2 separate regions of the Zea mays genome follow, and region 2 is linked to region 1. A link is a contact called in public Hi-C data. All regions are on one chromosome and are shown on one strand. The core of a region is the stretch at or near the end of the contact, and the rest is flanking DNA. Distances in the headings are between cores, read along the strand shown. Region 1 holds the start of LOC103637662 (ctenidin-1). Region 2 has its middle 88 kb from the start of LOC103637664.

Region 1 (3,830 bases), core at 925-3,424:
ATCTGTTATTAATTCTGTATATGAATCTGTTATGTGTGCTTACAGTCGGACTTATAATTAAAACCGCTTGTGATGTGTGCTAACACAGGCGGTTCTTTTAAACCGGACCGCCTGTGATGTGTGTCTATCACAGGCGGTTCTTTTAAACCGGACCGCCTGTGATGTGTGTCTATCACAGGCGGTTTTTGATTGACCGCCTGTGATGTTGTTTTACATCACAGTCGGTGCACCACAAGCGGTTCCTGGAACCGCCTGTGTAGAGGCTAACCGGACCGCCTGTACAGAGGTTCCCTGTAGTAGTGTAGAAGCATGTGGGTGTGTGAGATAGCAATTTGAGTATGAACTTAAACGTTAGTGGAGGTGTTCAAAAGAGACTAAACTTAGAGTGTTTGAGTGGCACATAAACCATAGAACACTCAAACCCTATTAAGGACCCTAGAAACCCTAATTAGTGCTTTATGAGGTGACTCCAAATTCTATGCATTTTGAGACCAAAGTTCTTATATCAAAGTGGTAGAGTAACAAAAACTAGGCAATTTTTATCTTTGGAGATTTCCAAGTTTTATGGAACAAATTTGAGTAAATTGCAAAAAGGTCCCAAAGGCATCCAAATGCCTAACTCTGAAAAACAGTGATATTGTGCTGACTTTAGATCCCTGTATCTCTTGATCTGTGGAGATTTTGCCATGGGTCACTACAACAAATCTGTAGAGCTATACCAGGTGTGCAAACTTGATTAACTCACCTTACCCTAGAACCCAATGGAATCTAGTACAAAACACATCCAAAGTGAGGTTAGCATAATTTTGAATTTTAGACTTGGAACAGTACTCTAAAAACCTGAAACTCAGTGTTGGGTGCTTAGTTTGAACCCCTTTTGTGGCCAAAAATCTAGGGGGTTTAACACGTGGACAGTGAGAGAAAGATTAGATAGAGAAACGAGAGGAGCAACCTGCAGCTGCAGAGGTCGATTAATTACCTTTTAACTCAAATCTGAAATATGATTTCAATTATGAAATGGAGAAGTACAAGCAACCCAAAGTCGAACTTGGACTTGGACACATGCATGCCCTGGCTACATACTACACTGAAGAAACGAAACTAACAGCATTACCACAAACACCGTATCCCCGGCCGGCAAGCATGGCGCACGCGCGTATTCTTCGTCATACTCACGCATCGCGTGGTCTTGGATACTACGTACGTACGGCACGCACGCACACATGATGTGCATGCATGGTTAAAGGCACTTGAAGCCCGTGGGGACGCCCTTGCCGCAGAAGTTGAGGACGAGGCTGAGGTTGACGGGGATGTTGAGGTTGAGCCCCAGCACGTTGGCCTTGATGGCCGTGCAGAGGCACACGGCGGCTTCGAGCTCCACGAGCCCGTTCAGCAGCGGGCAGCACGGCTCGTTCACCGGCACGCCGACCTTGGCCTTGATCAGATCCAGCACGTTGGCGCACACGCCGAGCTTCAGCGCGTTTGTCGGGCAATGGCCGTACCAGCCGCTCGTGCCATCGTTGCCACCGCCACCGCCACCGCTCCCACCTCCACCGCCACCGCCACCGATGGGGCCGTACCCACCACCGCTGCCACCTCCTATGGGTCCGATCCCCCCGCTGCCGCCTCCGATGGGTCCGATCCCACCGCCGCTGCCACCATCACCGATCGGACCGTACCCTCCTCCGCCGCCGCTGCCACCACCACCACCGATCGGACCGTACCCTCCGCCGCTGCTGCCCCCACCTGGCCCGCTGCCGCCACCGGAACCGCCGGTGCCACCGCCGCCATGCCCACTGCCGCCATGGTGCCCGCTGCTACCGTGGCCATTGTTGCCCGGGCAGTAAGGGCAGGCGTTGGCCGCCGCGAAGAGCAGGAGGTTGAGGACGAGGAACAGTGGCACCTTGCTGGACGCCATTGGTCACGAGCATGCGCAGGCGCAGCTAGGCTAGCCTAAGCTAAGCACCACCCGCTGTGGCAGCTGCAGGTGTGGATCTACGAGCTGAGTGCAAAGAAGGTCGCTTTATATATATGGAGATCTCGCTAGCTCCTACTACTTCAAAGTACTAGCGTAGGGTAGGTCGGGCAAAATCAGCGATCAGCAAAGCAAAGCAAGGTGCAGTGCAGGAGACTGGAGCGGGAAGCAATAGAGCACGGTGCATGCTGTTCTTCGGGAGACGGGCCCGGATAGGACAAGAAGCCGTGACTAGATAACACATGCATGCATGCGCGCACGGGCAGAAATCGCCCATGGTCGGCGGCCGGTATGTGCCAACCCGTGGGCTGGCTCGAGACTTTGGCAGAATTTTGGCAGGCGGCGCTGCGCACCATGGTGACAGCGCTGGCAAATTTGGAGGTTTACCGAGCTGCATCGCGGATAATCGCTAAGACAAATCCGTATTCAGATTGAAAGCTTAGGATAAATTAAGCACTAGATTGGCCCCGTGTTTAGCGGAATCCCTAGGCCCTAAGTGGACGGTGTTCTTCCCTCTGTGTGTATCCGTAGAGTACGACTCAGATCCATTGAGCCATGAGATGGGCGCCGGCTTGGCTGGTAGTAAGGTCACGGAATGGCTATAGGTTTCCGGGACGTGCTGTATGTTTCTACGTGTCCAGTGTCCCCAGCGGCGGCTGGTGCTACAGTTCTCGGCAGCTCGACAGAGGGTACCCAAGAATTGATCCAGCTGGTTGGTCCCAGCATCCCATATCCTACCCATGTCCCAATGTCATTTTGCGTTTCAGAGTAGACACTTGTGTGCCCACATGGACTAGTATGTAGTAAGTGATAATTGATGTGAGATTATGGCCACTAGTAATCTTGTTTATTAGGTAAAACATTATTACAAAACGTGGTGTGCCCCATCTTGCCTTTGCACCCAGACCAACTGATCAAGACCTTGGGCGTGGAGACCTTGGGCGTGGGCGAAATGGCGTATCATAGAGTTGATCCAGCTCCTTTCTTGCCTCAGGGTCTCGCCGCGAATGATGTTGCTCATTGGGAGAATATGGTACGCGCTGTCACTCGTACTCATCCCTCTCTTCAAGAAGATTGAGGAATAACTATGATTAACCCTCTCCCTGTGAATGCAATCAATTTCCAAGCGGTTCCTGACCTTGTTAGAGAATATTTGGTGGACCTAAGAAATTTGCACATTAGAGAGATCCAGAGATCGCATCTTGGGCAAGCCATTGTTATGTTTCACTGTGTATGATAAAGATAATTTGATAGCTATGGGTCCTCAGCAAGCATTGGGATTCACTTTCACAGTGATTCGTCACAATGAAGCGTGAAACCAACGTGCCCTAGTTTTTAATGAAGAATGCTAGCTCATGCTACTGGGTTTCCCATTGGATTTCTGGACTCATGAAAACATTCAAAACGCCATTGGTTCTTTTGGTAGGATGATAATGTGGCATCCAGATTGGTCTAATGTTACTAAACTTCTAGTCAGGCAAGAGTCACCTCTCTCAAGAGGTACCACAATTCATAGTCTTCAGTGTGTTTTTTAGGGATTCCAAGGGATGTCACGGATAATATAGTGTGAAAATAGTGCATCATGCTATGTTGGGTGCTTTGCCACGGGATGAAGAGCCAGTTCCACCATACCCTGTAGATGGTCAGCAACTGCCCATAGACTTCTTTAGGCTAGGACACCCAGTTGTCAATACAAATTTTGATTTGAATGTTCCACCACCTGAAGAAGGTCTACAAGTCAATGAAGTTGTAGGGAATGAGAACATTCATGGGTGGGATGAATGGCCTCAAGTAATTCCTCCAGCTCTAGTTCAAATCCAAGTGGACAAAAATGCTAATGATGAGTAGTTTAGTT
Region 2 (3,830 bases), core at 384-2,883, 280 kb after region 1:
GTCTAAAATGCTTGAAACACTGCGTTTTATAATTTTGGACGATTAAACACCAAAACATGGCATTTAAACGCTGCAAAACGTCATTTTTGGGCCAAGTTGTTTAATGTTTCAGAGTTTTAGCCTCTAATTAGCGTTTTGACATTTAAACGTAGTTTAATCATTGTTTTAATAACATTGCAAAAATATGAAATGATTTTTGTCCATGCAGGTGTTTTCCCCTTCTTTTATAGTTTACTTGTTGAGATGAATAAACTCAATAAAGAGTCTAAAGTATTAAGGTTTCTTATATATATCCATTAAGCTTTTCTTCGTTACACTTTAGCCTTTTGTTACATTCATATTATGCAAAGTTTTTTATAGATGTGTGGCCAGAGTTTCTAGGAAGATAGCATTGCATGTTTTGGAAGCGGTTTTGCCTTGTGGAGCCATTCCTGTTACTAGATATACATGGTACGAAATAACATCAATATGATTGTCGGCATCAAACCTACCTTGAATTAGGTGGATTTATCATGTGCACTCATATGTGTTTGCCACTTTGCCTATCCTTTGACATACAATTTGACATCATTAATATGTGAGTTAACAATGCTCGTGTATAGTTTCAAAATAGTAATGCAGGTCTATATACAAGTATTCTCCTGGTAGGTTTTGGTCTTTGATACCAGTCTACAATTGTAGGGTCATCCCCGTTACCACCTTACTTCCCATGGTACTTTTCTTGATGAAAAACACACTTCATCAACAATGGTTTCGAGTGTGGGATTTTCAGTTAGGTTTTTTTCTCTGTAATATTTTGTTTGTACAGTTTAAATGTGGTCATTGCAAAAAGCATTCTAGCTAGGTTAATGCCAATGTAATGGTTACAAATCTAAATACGACTTGTGCAATTGAACGATACAAATCAGTCTGAGTTAAATGGTTGTGAAATAGAATGAACTCAGATTCTGATTTCTTGTTAGTGGTTGGAACATGACATAGGGAATATTTATGGTGCTTTTATACTCACATTCTTTTATTTGTTGTTTGCAGCCTCCACAAACCTGGAGTTTAAACACGCGACATATGATGTGCTTTGTCGATGGAATGTTTGCTTCAGCAACGCTCGCTTAGCTTTTGTGGATTGAAGTGGACCTACGATAGTAGTTTGGAGAAGTTTATGTATATGTGGATTGCATCAGCCAGGCTATGTTTCCCATTACCATGTATATACCTCTCGCTGTGGTGTTTGTCCCTACGTGTGGCGCATAACGTAGACTTGGATCTTGTCACCTTATTTTGAATCAGCTTCCTGCTATGTGAGGCCTGATCGTTACACCATGCTCTACCTCTATGTATGGTAACTTGTGCTGGAAAAAATAGCTACAACTTTAATGTAAATTATGATTAGCCTCTCTATGTATTTAGTCTGAACATTATTTTGTTGCTCTGTCTGTACTTCTAATTTTCTGTTTGTGTTGGATAGGACGCTCGAAGGGATGCAGCCTGATCTAGTCAGCCTTGATGGCCACCGAGACATGGGCCGTCCTTCTGAAACCGTGGTCCTTCGCGCTTCATTCTTCGAGCGGATGCTCGGGTTCGACCAGTCGGACCCGATGATTTCCGTCGATTTTATCGTCCATCATCCTTCTTTCGTGGCCCATAACCTTCAACTCGTGGGCTGTCGGCCTGACCAGCTCAGATGTCCACGTCTTGCGGTTCTGTCCAGGGCAACCAAAAACTGGATCATTTCACTGTCGGTGGGCCTCTGAATGTGGGAAACTTCTGCACTCAACTGCTTCGCACAATGTTTTTTTTTAAAAAAAAACTCTTTCCGGCACCCACGATAGTGAAATGAAATGATCCACCCAATGTTTAAAAAAAACTCATTTCACTATCGCGGTTCTCGAACTCTACAAATCAGAGATTCATAGTCCTCGCCTGGCCTCCCCCCACCCAAGAAAAAAAAAAAGAACTCCAGACAGCAGAGATGGAAAAAAAAATGCTTTTGAATCCTGCCTCTGTTGCACGTTACAGGTTTTGCTTTATCTCCAATGTTTTGTTTTCCTCCGGGACGGCTGCACGAGAACCTTGCTTCTACTTATTTTATTTATATGTATGTACAAAACCATATATTTGTCGAGTCAACAGGAACCACAGCCTTTACCAGCAATTTCTTTTTTGTTAAAAAATGTTATATATGAGTAATGTCAACCCAAGAATGGTATATATAAGTAATGTCAACCCAAATAAAAAATATTATATATGAGTAATCACACATTTTAGATTGGTGCACTCTGGGGGGACAGGGGAAAAATAACTAGAAACTTTGAGTCCGTTTCCTATAGCCCCACTCCACTAGTAGAGCTGTTCTTTTTTTGCTTTAGCTCCATAAAGAGCGTCAATGGTAAAGTTGGGCTGTTTTACTGGATCATTTGGTAAAAAATTTCTCATGTGTTATCATGCATGGCTAAGGGAAAGAGATCCTCTGCAGTTACTTCCGGTCACTGATGTGTCAGATCAATCCCATGCATAGTTACTTTCTAGGAATCTCAGGAGTTGTACTCCTCTGCCAAGAATAAAACAATCACATATAGTTATCAATCTTTATGCACAACAACACACTGCATATTTGTTCAGTTTACCTTTGTCAAAATAAGCTTATGCTCACTACAGAGGGATCACTTGCCACTAAGGATTAGTTTGGAAACTCAAATTTTCTTCGGAATTAGAGGTGATTGAAGGGGATATTAGTTTATTTCTTTCTCGACCCGCTCCAACTACGAAAAAGATTTGAGTTTTCAAACTAGCCTCAACTAATGAACATGACACAAGTGGGCATCAGCCTGGGGTAGTTTCTCGGCAACAAAATCCCGTGAATTCTTAAGGTTTATAAATGATTTGGAACTGTTTGTCTCAACTACAGACAACATTTTTCTGGCTTCTTTTGAAAGATTGTGTAAACTCTAGGTATTAAATGACATGCACCAACCAGTCCGACGTTATGTCATAATCCAACAAAATGGCTCTGGCATCATAATAAGTTGTATGTACCAACCGATTCAATCTAAAAACTTAAACTTATAGAAAGAATGGAAGATATACACAATTCACTTAAATTATATTCCAACACTACAAAAATCTAAGGAGAAAACATGCATCTCGACTCCTATACTTGTGTGTGTTTTGTAACCTATCAACAGAGGAAACTTCATATCATCTCTTCATGGAGTGTCCTTTTACCAAAGACTCTTGGAATTTGAAAGGCATTTCTTTTTCAAGCTAGTTGGAGCTTCCCCAGAATCTATCCTGGAAACCATGAAGCAATCTCACCTGAATTTTTTCATGATGCACTACCGGACTCGCCTTCTTTGCCAAGTGTCTCAGACACTCGACAAAGACCATTATACACTCGGTAAAGCCTTTCCTGAGTGTTACACTCGACAAAAAATACTCGGCAAACATTTTATCGGCAAAGGGTTTTTTGCCGAGTACCTTTTTTCGGGCACACAGCAAAGACTTTATCGAGTGTCAAAAAACACTTGACAAAAAAACTTGGCAAATTAAGGATCACAAAAAACCCAAAAAATCAGCAAAACATTTTTTAATTTAAATTTGGAGGACAACTTCACTACCGCCGCCATTGCCCTACGCGTCGGCCCTAATCATTTTTCACCATTTTTAATCAAATTTACGTGTTTTGTGAACGTGAGATTCGAACTCACAACCTCTCGCATCGGCCCTAATCATTTTTCACCATTTTTTAATCAAATTTACGTGTTTTGTGAATGTGAGATTCGAACTCACAACCTCTCGCATCGGCCCTAATCATTTTTCACCATTTTTTAATC

The links. A called contact is a pair of places that touch in the nucleus more often than the background predicts.
Region 2: a contact with region 1 is called in a Hi-C map of leaf, with 8 times the contacts expected there. The contact joins the enhancer-like site here to the promoter of LOC103637662 in region 1. A contact is called at or near these places in 2 of 25 Hi-C or Micro-C datasets (ear and leaf).

What each region holds. Positions count from the first base shown.
Region 1 is chr1:93,712,015-93,715,844 of Zm-B73-REFERENCE-NAM-5.0, forward strand. It overlaps LOC103637662 (ctenidin-1), which reads right to left and starts at 2,175. Exons shown (of 1, transcript XM_008660188.3): 1 at 972-2,175. The coding sequence starts at 1,918. The coding sequence ends at 1,241.
Region 2 is chr1:93,989,633-93,993,462 of Zm-B73-REFERENCE-NAM-5.0, forward strand. No RefSeq gene overlaps it. Among protein-coding and RNA genes, the nearest start is that of LOC103637664, 88 kb to the right of the region's middle. Within about 2 kb of position 1,634, at least 16 of the 20 cell types and tissues checked have an H3K27ac peak or open chromatin away from gene starts, as enhancers often do. A contact at or near this core is called in ear and leaf, where this site is marked.